Linked DNA regions of Mus musculus: regions 2, 3, 4 and 5 are each linked to region 1. A link is a contact called in public Hi-C, HiCAR-type, HiChIP or PLAC-seq and promoter capture Hi-C data. All regions are on one chromosome and are shown on one strand. Each heading gives the region's core, a stretch centred on a gene start, on an enhancer-like site or on the middle of the called end of the contact. The rest is flanking DNA. Distances are from core to core; before and after follow the strand shown. Region 1 holds the start of Sdc2 (syndecan 2). Region 2 has its middle 120 kb from the start of Gm41290. Region 3 has its middle 72 kb from the start of Tspyl5. Region 4 holds the start of Sema5a (sema domain, seven thrombospondin repeats (type 1 and type 1-like), transmembrane domain (TM) and short cytoplasmic domain, (semaphorin) 5A). Region 5 overlaps Cpq (carboxypeptidase Q).

Region 1 (2,505 bases), core at 5-2,504:
CCTGTTCCCAAAAGCTCCATGAAGCCAGGAGCCTCCAAATAGACCACCGACTGCATCTCCACTTAGTGTGGGCCCCTTGCCACAGCCACAGGGAGCATTAAACAAATGCACTTTTAGAAACTTTCACTCCTGATACTCTCGGTTTCCTTAATATGGACCCTATCTCCCTAAACTTGCCTTCAGTCAAGCTCAAAGCCTGGAGTAGGGGGATGTGTGCAGAGGAACAGATCCTCCCCAAAGTTTCCAACTCACCCCTGGGGTTTGTCCAGTACACAGAGCTTACTGGATCCTTTCCTGGCCCGCAGTGGTGCTCTAGTAACCTGCAACTTTTAGCCCTCTGTCCTTCCTAGACTACACCATAAAATCCCCCAAGGCAGAAAGCTGGAAATGACTTTAAGGACCTGTGGGGTCCCTAACCTCCAAGTCTTGTGCTCCCACCCCCTGAAGACATGGCTTGGGTAACTCCCTGTAGCAGCTCAATTGTGCAAGAGGGAAAAGGAAGAGCCCAGGGGCAAGTGGTTGAAAAGCAAGCTCATTTGTTTCAGTAGAACCTAGGCAGCCCCACGTTCAGGGTTGGCAGATCCCCCAGGTAGCATCCCCCAATTACCCTCTGGCTCTTCTATTTGCCCGGGCACTCTTAACAGTGCACTTCCCCGGCTGGGCCCACTCACCGTCTCTGCGGACACACAGGCCATCAAGCCCAAGGTGAGCAGGATCCACGCGCGCTGCATATTCCCCAGGGATGTGGCTCCTACCCGGATAAAAGGAAGCCCAGAGCAAGCCTAAGAGGGCCTAGAAAAAAAAGAAGCTGAGCCGCCTCCAGGAGAGAGGTTTGGGCTCCGATTCCGAGCTCTAGCTGTCTTCTCTGGCGCCTGCTCTAGCGTTCTCCCTGCGCCCCGGAAACGCGGCGCCTTCTCACTTGTTGGCTTCTGTACTCCCAACCCAGAGTTGCTGCTTCGCGAGGCTGTTTTCTTGGTCTGGTCCTACAGGGCAGCGTTGTGCTTTCACTCGGCGGACTCCGGTGTCTGGGTCGCAATGCTGTCTGATTTGAAGCAAGCAGTCGATGGGTTGAAACCGAGCTGCCGCTCAAGTTTAGGATGCCGAAAGGCGAACGGCGGCGGGGACGCGCGGTCTGAGGGGCTGGAGCTCCAGGAGTATCTGGAGTACAGCACTCTACAGCTAGACTGGTGGCTTGGCTGCAGCGCCCCTCCTTCTACGCGCCGCCTCCTCCTGGGTCCTCCCCCTCGATCTCACCCCACACCCCTCCGTGTCCTCTCCCTGGTCCTGGTCTTGGTCCTGCTCAGCCTCCGCTTCAACCGCCCCTACCTTCCCTCCCTTCTTAGCCTGGCCCTCAAGGTTCCTCCCAGCTACTGGGGGAAAGGAGGTTGCCAGGACTCCATGATAAAACCAGGGAGAAATTCTTACGGGATTACACTGGGATTGGCAGCTCCCAGAGCCAGTGGGAGCCAGCAGCTCCACTCTGTGGCTGTCCTGAGAACCTGCCTCTGCAAACCTTAGTGCTCTTTCATTTTCTCTCTCCTTCTTTCCCCTTCTCAACACCCTCTCCTCTCCCCACCACCCTTCTGTCTCCCTTTCCCTTTCCTTCTCCTTTTCTTCGCTGTAATTTTCTAAAGAAAATTCGATGAAGGTTTAATGGGCATATTGAGCCTTTTCTTACTTGTGAAAATTGGGTCAATAGAAAGATGAGAGTCGAGAAAAATGAGAAAGTTTATACATCCCCTTCAAGTATTCACAGTGCCCATAGGTCTCCAGATAATGAAGATTGCAATTCAAAAACGACAAAAATAATTGTAACAAGTTAGTGTTAAGATTCTCCTTGGAACTTTCCCCCATGACCCACCTCCACCCCCATCCCAACTATAACCCACAACCCACAACCCTCAAAAAGGTAGAAAAACAAAACCCAAAACACAACAACTCCAAAGCACAACTCATTAAAGGCTTACAAACCATTTCTGCTGCTCACAGTTTGTACCCTGCCTCCTGACTCACACACACACAAACACACACACACTGCCCCAGGCATCAGCTAAGTTCGATTTCCATATTTTTACTTTTGGAAAATGTAAAATTGCAACAGATAAGGATGAAAAATTAGAGAGTCTAGATATTAGCAGATGAATTTCAGAGAATGAATGGTTAAGTAGTTTCTGGCTTTAAGAAAATGAGTATGTATTTCCTACATAAAGCAAAAGCATGCGTCATGTAGTTCGGTGCTGTATGGTGCTACAGAACCAGGCAGGCACATACTCTTCTAATGCTCACCGATGTTCTCTTGGATTTAGAAACTGAATGAATTATGGACCCATTTTCTTCTGTAATGTCCATTTATAAAGGGACAGGGACATTTCAGTATTAGCCACTATTTTGTTATCATGTAGGATGAATTAAAAATACATAATAACTATTTTGTAGGTAAATACTACTCCAGACCTCAAGCCACACCATAAAAAGCTCTGTGATTTTCTCACACAAACACATACC
Region 2 (2,505 bases), core at 3-2,502, 990 kb before region 1:
GTCTGTGACTGAAAGATGGCTCACATTTAAAAGCCATTTGTATTTGCATTGCTTTCTGGCCATAGAGATAAGCTTGCAGTGACTCATCCATATTTCACTGTCTAGCACCCCATGTGCAATGCAAATTTCTTTAAGCTTCCTGAGTATATACCAGTTGGGAATGAGTACCTCTGCTCATGCCTCTAGGTGTGTAATGAATAATCTCTATCCCTGTTCATGTTTCTACTAAGTTGTTGCTGAGAGCCTCTGGGCCTTCCTGTTCCCACTTTGCGCTCTTTTGTCAATGTCTATGGTTTGAGAGCAGCAGCCCATTAATACCTGGTAAGTCTCCTAATACTTCCTAAACTGCAAACTGCAACAGTTGCTCTGGTGCCTGTCCCCTCTGCAATCTTTCCTGCACATAAGACTTTATGCTATATGTTTTTTTCTTCCATTCATGCATCTTTTGGTGTGTATATAGCTCATTAACTTCATGCTGGAGACTTTCCCAAATGCATTATTATTTTGCATGAGCCCTGAAAGATGGCTGAGGTCAGAAATCAGACATAGACTCCCCATTAGCCTGTCAGACATGCCCTGCCCAACAGTGAATGCATGGAATGGGTGCAGTTGGTATGATGCCAGGACCTCAGCTTCTCATATTAGCTCCAGACAGTTAGTTGGGGGTTAGGGAGAAGCTAATGTGTTCAAGGTTTGGAGTACATACTTTGGTTTTTTAAGCGGCTTCCTTTTGCCACTCAATGTGTTCTCTTTGACTTGAAGCATTCCCACAACAGTGATCTGGGAGGAATGCACAGCCTCAGGCACTACCTAGACCTGCCAAAGGCCATCTGCTTCTCCTTAAAATCCCAGATGATGCCCACAAAAGCACCACACCTTACAGGACAGGTTGGAGTATAAAGAGTAATGCTGACATTAATTTGATATTGGAGAGTCATGCATGGTTCTATATTCCATGTAAATCCAGCAATGGTTAACAGTGTTTTTTGCTTTCATATATTATTTACATTTAAAGTCAGATTTTATTTTGGAAATTTCAATTTCTATGTTACTCCATACTCTAGCCTGATATTGTGTATTAGTTTAAACTCTCCCTCCTCTCCATTCTTCTTGGGTTAAGAACTTTGATAATAGAAGCAAACTACAGAGCAGACAATTCAAGGAAATCCCAGAAAATGAATTCCTTTTTATCTTCAGGCAGAGCAGCCCCAGTGAATAGAGCACTGTAATAAAACCCTTTTATATGGCTGTCATAGAAAGACAAACCTTTTCCAAAGCAAATGGATTTGAGTATTTTCGAGATATGATAAACAGCCTGACAAAAAGGAGCTGAATTTCTCTTTTAAATGTTCAGTGGGTGGAGGTTTTAACTTGCCTTGTCAGGTAAAAAAAGAATTCATTATGAAAGCCATTCTAGCTGAAACTCCGGAATGAAAACTAGACGGAATCAGAGTGGAAAGGAATGATTTAGAAATGTGGTAAAGGGAGTAGTTTAATGAATAAAGTGTCAACTTTCCATAGGAGCAAAAATAAATCACACAAGGGCTTAACCAGCTTTGTTGTCTTGCATTAGCTGGGTATAGCCAGCACCCTGCACATACTGGGAGGAAACATTAAAGTCTAATTCTCACTAAGATCTGTATAAGTGAGCTGCTGATAATGATGTTAATAATGGCATTTCCTCTAGTTTATGACTTCTCTCTTCCAGCAACTGCTGAGAAGAAAGTCAATGAGGAGAATTTCATGAAAATGGCTGTCATTTTCAGTTTTTCCATTGGCAATTGGCTTTGGAACCTATATATAGTCCACCCATCAAATTAAGTCCTGCTGCAGAGCAGTCTGATTTCTTGATGTCATCCCCCAGCTCTGACTTCCCATGTGTGTTGGATTGCTGGGTCTATCCTAGGCAGGGATCACATGCCAGGTACCTTAAGAGTAGAAACTGTCCTCTTGAAGCTCTAGAGGCTAAAGTCCAAGATCAAGGTCCTGGTAGGAGTGTTCCTTCTGTAAAAAAAAATTTTTTTTTCTTCCAAGACAGGGTTTCTCTGTGCAGCCCTGGCTGTCCTGGAACTTACTCTGTAGACCAGATTGGCCTCAAACTCAGAAATCTGCCTGCCTCTGCCTTCCAAGGGCTGGGATTAAAGGCGTGTGCCACCACTGCCCAGCTCCTTCTATAAATCTTGAGGGGGCAGTCTGTTCTAATCATCCTAGCTCCTCTGCTTTATTGCAGAATTTGTATGCGAATCTTTGTGTGTGTGTGTGTGTGTGTGTGTGCATGTTTGTGTGTACACGTTCACATGGAGGCCAGGGGATAGGATAGTCTTTCTGGTGTTGTCCAGTTTATTTATTTATTTATTTATTTATTTATTTATTTATTTATTTATGTGTGTGAAAGGACAGGGTCTGTCACTGACTTAGAATTTGCCAGCTAGGCTAGATGAGCTGGTCAGCAAATCCCAGGGATCCTCATGTCTACCCCCCTACCGCTGGGATCACAAATGCATA
Region 3 (2,505 bases), core at 3-2,502, 840 kb before region 1:
AAAAAGTAATCAATGAGTTAATTAAATGCATGAATAATCAAATGAATGTGAAGACTGTCAAGAGGCCAACTCTGGTGGTGTGTTCAGTGATCTAAGGAGGAGATGTGGGGCTAGAAATTAATGTAAAGCAGGCATATACATACACCTGTTGAAGGAAGTAAGGCTCCAACACCTTTATTTTTTCTCCCATAGCTTATATTCCTCAACAAAATCTCTCAATCAGTATAAAAATATGTGATTACATTCTATTTTTTCTTTAATAGAATGATTACAATAAGTATACATGAAAAATAGCATGTTCCCCAATACCCTTACATGATTAAACTTTTCACATCTTAGAGTAAAAAAATCCAAATTATCCCTAAGGACTCATATATGTTCATGTTTAAAAAACTTGTTATAGATTAGCAAAGTGTAGGCAAGCAAAGTATTTTTCTCAGCCAGTTATTTTACTGGCAGGCTGAAATTTGTGGTTACAAAAAAAAAATAGGATCAATCGTTTTATTTTTATCTTAAAAAGTAATCTTATAAAAATCTTAAGAAAAATCACCAATGTAAACTTTTATATAAAAATAATCAGTTGTTTCTACTTTAAATCTTCAGGGTGCTTACCTACTCACTAACATTTTTTTTTATTGAATCATATTAGGAAGCTGAGGGTAAAATGGGTACAAAAAATTAATCATCACATTGATCACCAGCCCAGCTTTGGCAATAAAAGCACATCAGCCAGTCTGTCATCATTTTTGTTCCCTGACCTCAAAGAATCCCTTGCTCAACTATCAAGAGTGTGCCTTTCTGGGCTTTAAATTGTTCCCCAAGATTTTCTACATAAAAGCCTCTAACAAAACCATCTTAACTTAACTTTACTAACAATTGGTATCTCTAAGTTCTTCCTGAGGGTTGAATCATTTATCTGTTCCGTAAATAATACTTGCAAAAGGTCAATCACTATTATTGTAAGTGCCAATGGTGCTGCCTCGTGAGGGCCTGAAAGTCCCCTTAGAGCTTTCATACAAGTCATAGATTATGAGAGATGTGATGACCACGAGGACAACAAGCAGAGGGAATCTCCTACAACAGCAGAAAAAAGTCCTCAGGACACTCAGTCCTCTAGGCTCTGCCTTTCCAAGCCACACCCATGCCAGGTGTGCTAACCACTCAACAGCACTGCATGAGTTCTAAAGCTGTTTACCCTCCCCTTGCATGGGCCTGGGAAGAAGACCTTATCTTATTGCGTTATCTGGCACTTTTCCCAGGAGACTCGAGGGAGTAAAAGGAATTCCGGATACAGAGTAAGCAACCATCCCAGATGTTCGTTTGCAGATCCTCATCGCCTGTAACTCAGGCCAAAGGCTCATACTGCTCTGGCCTCAGTATTCTCATGTGCCAAACAGGAGTTATTGTCTTAATTATCTATTGAATTGCTATGAAGATCAATGATATCCTGAATATGAAGTACTTTGTAACTGAGAATGCCAAAATTGTTAGCTGTTAGAAATGTTGGTAGAAACTGGTTTAAAATACTTTCTCTTAATTATTATTAATTATTCATCCAGGAATTTTTTGATGTAACTCCAGTTCATAAAATATGTTTATGACATAAAATTCATGAATAAATTTCACGTAAAATCTATATTTCAACAAATTTTACTTTTAAAATTATCTGTAAAAAACAGTATTTTCACCTGCCCCCAAGAATATAATGCTTTATTTTTCTTGTGTCTCTATCGCCTTGGTAGCATTTTGCAGGTTTACAAATGGAAAACATGTACTTTTTTAGATGTACTTTCAGCAAGTAGGGACATTGTGCTTTTGTTTTTATACTATGTTGTTGCTTAGTTTTGGCTCCGTGAGTTTGTTTTGTAATCATTGAGATGGCAGTAAACATGTTTACTGGCTAAAGGAAACAGAGGCTCTTCAGAGGGATTCTGGTTGTGTATTCAGCTGTGTTAATTCCCAAGGAACCAGGTCTGCATCATGTGAAACACACTAGCAGGCTCTGGCCAGCAGCAATGTTGGCCTCACAAGAAGTAGAAGACAGGAAAGGACAAGATCAGTCTCTTTGGGGCTGCAAATGCTAAGACTCTATCCTACTGTACCTAGACCTTTCAAAACACATCCAAAATACATGATAGACATATGTTTTCTAGCCTTTTTCAAATTGAGTGCAGTGGGAGGGTCATTGGATTACCATGAATGGATTTACCATGTGCCATGACATGAGTTTAGAAAACATAGCTCACGTAGCTCTCAGGATATTGTAATGTCCTTGCTAAATAGCTAGCGTTAGCAGGACTTAGATAAAAATAAGGATCATCTACAGAACTATACCCTGGACCCCACCCCATATCTTTTTCATAACAGTTATATGAAGTAGAAATTTCTGGTTTCTTTGGAGACTCAGTTGTGTCATGTGATCTTTTTCTGGAAACTATCATATGATAGACATGTGGTGTTATTATGGAGGCAGCCTGGAAAAGGGGCATGTGATGTTTTGCTAGA
Region 4 (2,505 bases), core at 2-2,501, 680 kb after region 1:
CGGGAGGTGAGGGGTACCGGGACCGGGACCTACCCGCTCTGGGCCCAATTCCAAGGGCGATCGCCGGAGATCACTCCCCTCCAACAGTTCCTCGGAATATCCTGAGCACCGATCTTCTCCTGGCCCCAGACCGTGAACCCGGGTATGAAATGCGTGCGGCTGGGCTGCCCGCAGACGGGGGCTCTGCGATTGGAGCTCATCCTGCTGAAGCCCCAGGCTTCGCCATCCCTGCCTTAGTCTTCCTCAGCAAAACACCCTGGCGGAGTTGTGCCCTGGTCCCACTAACCCCAGATTTTCACGAACACCGCAGAGCCCCTGTGCAGAGAGCAGGAAAATAAATGTCCCCTAGTCCACCGTGCAGGGAGGTAGGCGATTCCGACCACCAATCCCGGTTCCAGATCCCACCAAGCAAGCCTGGCCTAGCGCGGATTACGCACACAGATCTCCACGGGTACCTGAAAGGTGCTGGCCGAGGTGCAGGCTTGCCCACTGACCGGTCGCACACCCGGACCTTCTCAATCCACGCTCGTATCCAGGGAAAGGCTAAGACACAAACTTCCAGCCCGTGCACTATCTCCACTGCGACCGCCCCCGCTTTGATGGTAGTCCTGCACGCGCCTCTGCCAGGTTGTCCCCACCCAGGTGTCTGCAGAGTGACCCTACCAGAGACTTACACCACCCGCAAATGGACCAGTGCCGAGTCCAGTTCACACGTGCAGGGTCTCAGCTATGACACTCAGGGACTCTGCGGGGAGAGAGCTCACCAGATGCCGGGCGCGTTCCTCCTGCTAGTCATCCAGCGCCCCGGGGCCCGGAGCTGCTCCAAGGGTCCTCTTCAGTGTACTACGAGGGAAGTCGAGGCAGCCGCCACCACTGCACCCCGCCACTTCTCCAGAGCTATCCTCCTCTCGCAGCGCGCCAGGCTGGGGACCAGCTAGTCTGCCGGAGTCTCCAGTTGTGCAGCTGAGTGGACAGGCTCGCGCCGAGAGAGGGCGACCGGTGAGGTGGCAAAGTTGGGTACCCTCTGCTTAGTAGCTGCGCGTGGGAACCAAGAACACCCCCAAAAAGGATTGCACGTGCCGGGACGCCCCCGCAGTGGGAAGGTGGGATACAGAGGTCGCCACAAGGCTGGGGCCACCGTCAGCCAAGGGCTGAGGAGCCCACCCGCGGCGGGAGCGCAGCGCGCGCGGGAGTGGGCACAGCGTGAGCAGCCGCTGCTGACGCCGCCTTCCTAGCGAGTAGACCAGCGCTGGGTGAGCGGGCCCAGAGCTCGGGGCGGGGAGCACAGGACCGCCTCGCCTCGCCCCGCCCCCGCCCCGCCCCCTCCGCCGCACCTCCCCTACTCCGCCCCTCCCGCGTGCAAACTGAGCGCCCCACCCACCCCTGACCTTCCCAGGCCCCTCCTCTAGCCCCGCCTCTTCCCGAGATGGGACCCCCAAACACTCCCCAGGGGGCTCTCTACACACCCCAGGAGTTCTATTTGTGCCACCAGAGTGCAAGCTCACCCAACTGGTGACTTTTTTCGAACTCCCTTCCTCGCCTGGAAGAGACCTTCTTTGGCTACCCGCCCCTTGCCCGGTGGCTCCTACGTGGCTACTTTGCAGGATGGGCTGTATAAAGGGCTGGAGGCAGTTCAACCCAAACCAGAGACGTGGCGTCTGCTAGGCCTGCCTAAGCTCCAGGTAAGTGCGTGCCCCCGGCGGATCGCGGGTGGGAAGAAAGTGGAAGTTTAAGATTCAGTTCTTCTGTGTCATCATAAGAAGACTGGGGTGTGCTTTGGGGGTGGTGAGGGGCCCGCCGCGGATTCTTACAGGCGAGCTGGGCCCAGCAAGGCTCTCAGTTCTTGAAAAGGATAGATCAGAGAAATGAATAAATCTGCCATCCAAGGAAATAGAGCAAGAGGTTCCCAAGTAGCCCTAATGGGAATTAGGAGAGGGTTACCTCATGGACAGAAACAGCTGGGCTAATTGGTACTCCGCAAGTATCTTGGGAGTTTACTGAGTGAGCATGGGGGCAAAAAGTTTATCTTGGAACGCAAAGTAAATGCCTTGGGAAGGCAGCTTTATTGACGCGTTGTTCAGTTCTCCTTCTAAGGAAGTGATCAACTCACCAAGTTCTAAACAACATACAAGGTTGTGAAGAGGGGAAATTACAGGATAAAGTCAGAAACCGTGGATCCCTGCCCCTACAGCCATGCTTGGCGATCCTTTTCCCTCAGGATAGGGTAAAGGAACGATGTCTTCAGGTTTTCCTCCCATATCGGGCCTTGTTGGTGGCCTCGGGTGCTTTTGCATAAGGAACCTCATCAATGAGTTTCTTAGCTGCAAGACCTAAGGATGTTCCCATTTGCCACAATCACATCCTGGTATTGGCAGGTTGCAAATGTGCCCTGGTAGGGGATAGGGGCGCCGGTGACAGTTCGGGGCCTCTGTGAGGGTTCCATGATGCTAAACAGGGACCGGGTAATAGCTGGAATGTGTCACCGCTCATCCAGGACCACAGAGA
Region 5 (2,505 bases), core at 5-2,504, 560 kb before region 1:
CCTCTATCCCTCTCAATCCCTTCCTATCTCATTACAGTGTTAGTCTCTACTCATCCCTACCAACTTTACTCCTTCTTCAGGTTCAAAGATTACAACTGTTTTCCTTTGAATCACTTCCTTTAACACAAGGACCTTTTAAGAGAAGAAAAAGACATGGTTTTGTGGTTGATGATGAGAGTGTGCCTCGTATCAGAGTGCTTTCTGGTCAACTTCTCTTGCCCCGTTCTTGGTTGGGAAGCCGACTTCAACTTCTTTAAATGTTTCTAAGATTACTTCTGAGTTTATTTTCTTATGACCAGACATGTCATTTAAAAGAAATTGTATTAGTCAAAGTTATCTACAGGAAGAGAACTGATCAGAATGAATGTCTGTCTGTCTGCCTATCTATCTACCTATAGATAGATACCTATGTGTATAAATATGCATACATATGAATATATAAGGGAAATTATATATGATATATTACATATATTATACATAATGGGAATTTTATTAGAGTGGCTTACAGGCCACTAACTCAGCAATGACTGCCTATGAATGGAAAATCTAAAAATCCAGTGTTTAATCCATGAGGCTGGATATCCCAGCTGGTCTTCATTATACACACACACACACACACACACACACACACACACACACACACACTGGAATCCTAAGGAAGTAAGCTCCAATGCCAATGAAGATAGGGTAAGAGAAAACAGACAAAAAGAGCTTCCTTATTCCATGTCCTTTTTATTATAGGCTGCCATCAGAAGGTGTGGTTCAGATTAAAGGTGGATCTTCCCACTTCAAAAGATTTGGATTGAAGTTTTATCATCTTCTACCTCAAAGATCTGTATTAGAAAGGGGCCTTCCAACACCAAATGATTTTATGAAGAAAAAATACCTCACATGTGTTTCTGATCATTTGGGTTTTAGTTAATTCCAGATGTGGTCAAGTTAACAACAAAGAATAGCCATCAATAATAGTCATAATTTTCTTGTCTTGCAAAGAAAATAGACTAATTTGTACTCAAGAATCAGCCTAGTCCAAAGCCACTCCACATCAACTCATGACTTTTCTTTTTCATGGAAAATTGACAGCACTTGTGCACTTCGTGATTTTGACAACATCCTCATATGCTTTATTTGTTCAAATACCTCTACTACTATTAATAAAGATATGAAATTTAGCTTAAAAGTTACTTTCTGAATGGAAGCCTGGCAGGAGAGCATCAGGGCCCTCAGTTCCCTAAGTGATCTCTGAGCCTTTTGCAACAAGCATACCACAGCCCAATCTAATATGCTGGCCTGTTGTACTTCATTACATTTGTGTTTTCTCCTTTTGCTCCTGTAAAAATTCAAGGTCTCCTGTAAGTAAAGTGCCTAAGGCCACATTAAGAGCCAGAAAATGCTCAAGAGCCGAGAGGAGACAAGGGGCAAAGCTGTGTAGTATCTCTGTTGCATCCCCAGCATAACAGCAGCATGTATGAGAAGCTCAATAAATACTGCAGGGGAAAGGTGAAACTGGGGAAGTTTAGACAGGAGGACACTGTGCTATCTGTGGCTGCTGATGTTAAGTGGGAGGCTAGAGTGATGCCCTACTGAGCTTTCATTATCTTGCAAAAGAAAACCAACTTCTAGTTCCTTGAAATAGATGCTGCTCGAGCTTCTTGTGCCCCTTTCTAATCTTAGGAGCCACTTAGGAGATTCAAAGAGGAGGACTGCAAGTTCAAGGTCAGCTTGGGCAACTGAGTGAGTCCTTGCCTCAGTAAGACTTGAGGGTAGGGCATGGAGAGTTAGTTTAGAGGTTAAAAGCATTGGATGCTCCTCCAGAGGATAAGAATTTAGATACCAGAACCGAAGGACATGCCACAGCTACCTGTGCCTCTAGCTCCAGGAATCTAATTCCCTCATCTGGCTTCTGTGAGTACATCTGCAGAATGTGTGTATGTTCCATCAATACAAACGAGAATACATTTTTAAAAGTTAAAAGAGGGCCGAATATCAAGCTCTGTGTAGAGGTCTTGTCCCATTGACCAGGACCCTAAGCTTAATTCTTAGAAGTGGAAAAAGAAAAACTCAGCAGTGATTTTTTTCCAGGATTCATTTTTTATGGGGATTTATTTTGAGGCTATTTATAATGATGGGTACTAGATAAAATAATTAAAGTCTTCAGGGACATTGTTAAAAGGTGCAGAAACCTTGAATTTTAAAATATTTTTTTTTCCTAAACATTGGTCATCAATTAAAGTGAAAGACAAAATATTAAGTTTTATTTTACTAGATATGTTTATTCAAGGAGAAATATGTGTTTATTTAATATATATTAAGAAAAAGCTGAGGAATGGGAGGCCAAGCATCCCTATTAGCCCTGGGCAGACCTAGTTGTCTTGCTTATCTCAGTATGATTATTAATAGGGGCCCCATTTCTCTTGCAGGGATATCTTAGTTTTAACAGTAAATCATACTGGTGGTCTGTGAAGTGTGTCATTTACAAAGACCTGGATAGCATTGCAGGGGGCC

Evidence for each region. Promoter capture Hi-C pulls out the DNA fragments that hold promoters and counts their contacts. A called contact is a pair of places that touch in the nucleus more often than the background predicts. HiCAR-type assays count read pairs that join an accessible place to other places. HiChIP or PLAC-seq counts read pairs in DNA pulled down with a chosen protein or histone mark.
Region 2: a Hi-C map of cortical neurons shows a contact between it and region 1, with 2.2 times the contacts expected there. The contact joins the enhancer-like site here to the promoter of Sdc2 in region 1. A contact is called at or near these places in 8 of 39 promoter capture datasets (the 3T3-L1 cell line, 3T3-L1-derived adipocytes, the C10 cell line and 4 more), 1 of 15 datasets of contacts at CTCF or cohesin (the NIH/3T3 cell line), 4 of 484 Hi-C or Micro-C datasets (adipose-derived mesenchymal stem cells, cortical neurons and forebrain) and 2 of 115 datasets of contacts at active chromatin or transcription factors (fibro-adipogenic progenitors and neural progenitor cells).
Region 3: a HiCAR-type map of fibro-adipogenic progenitors shows a contact between it and region 1, with 4 times the contacts expected there. The contact joins the enhancer-like site here to the promoter of Sdc2 in region 1. A contact is called at or near these places in 7 of 39 promoter capture datasets (the 3T3-L1 cell line, 3T3-L1-derived adipocytes, the C10 cell line and 3 more) and 1 of 115 datasets of contacts at active chromatin or transcription factors (fibro-adipogenic progenitors).
Region 4: an H3K4me3 HiChIP or PLAC-seq map of stem cell-derived neural progenitor cells shows a contact between it and region 1, with 4 times the contacts expected there. The contact joins the promoter of Sema5a here to the promoter of Sdc2 in region 1. A contact is called at or near these places in 2 of 484 Hi-C or Micro-C datasets (embryonic stem cells and muscle stem cells) and 2 of 115 datasets of contacts at active chromatin or transcription factors (embryonic stem cells and stem cell-derived neural progenitor cells).
Region 5: a contact with region 1 is called in a promoter capture Hi-C map of cranial neural crest. The contact joins the enhancer-like site here to the promoter of Sdc2 in region 1. A contact is called at or near these places in 9 of 39 promoter capture datasets (the 3T3-L1 cell line, cranial neural crest, frontonasal cranial neural crest and 4 more), 1 of 15 datasets of contacts at CTCF or cohesin (the NIH/3T3 cell line), 1 of 484 Hi-C or Micro-C datasets (cerebral cortex) and 1 of 115 datasets of contacts at active chromatin or transcription factors (fibro-adipogenic progenitors).

What each region holds. Positions count from the first base shown.
Region 1 is chr15:32,919,472-32,921,976 of GRCm38.p6, reverse strand. Sdc2 (syndecan 2) reads right to left here and starts at 1,254. Exons shown (of 5, transcript NM_008304.2): 1 at 672-1,254. The coding sequence starts at 731.
Region 2 is chr15:33,913,813-33,916,317 of GRCm38.p6, reverse strand. No RefSeq gene overlaps it. Among named protein-coding and RNA genes, the nearest start is that of Gm41290, 120 kb to the left of the region's middle. Within about 2 kb of position 1,252, at least 4 of the 459 cell types and tissues checked have an H3K27ac peak or open chromatin away from gene starts, as enhancers often do. A contact at or near this core is called in cortical neurons, where this site is marked.
Region 3 is chr15:33,758,423-33,760,927 of GRCm38.p6, reverse strand. No RefSeq gene overlaps it. Among named protein-coding and RNA genes, the nearest start is that of Tspyl5, 72 kb to the right of the region's middle. Within about 2 kb of position 1,252, at least 13 of the 459 cell types and tissues checked have an H3K27ac peak or open chromatin away from gene starts, as enhancers often do. A contact at or near this core is called in fibro-adipogenic progenitors, where this site is marked.
Region 4 is chr15:32,243,559-32,246,063 of GRCm38.p6, reverse strand. Sema5a (sema domain, seven thrombospondin repeats (type 1 and type 1-like), transmembrane domain (TM) and short cytoplasmic domain, (semaphorin) 5A) reads right to left here and starts at 1,251. Exons shown (of 23, transcript NM_009154.2): 1 at 765-1,251. It overlaps Snhg18 (small nucleolar RNA host gene 18), which reads left to right and starts at 1,402. Exons shown (of 2, transcript NR_038186.1): 1 at 1,402-1,682.
Region 5 is chr15:33,482,955-33,485,459 of GRCm38.p6, reverse strand. The region is part of intron 6 of Cpq (carboxypeptidase Q); the gene reads right to left. Among named protein-coding and RNA genes, the nearest start is that of 4930592A05Rik, 170 kb to the left of the region's middle. Within about 2 kb of position 1,254, at least 3 of the 459 cell types and tissues checked have an H3K27ac peak or open chromatin away from gene starts, as enhancers often do.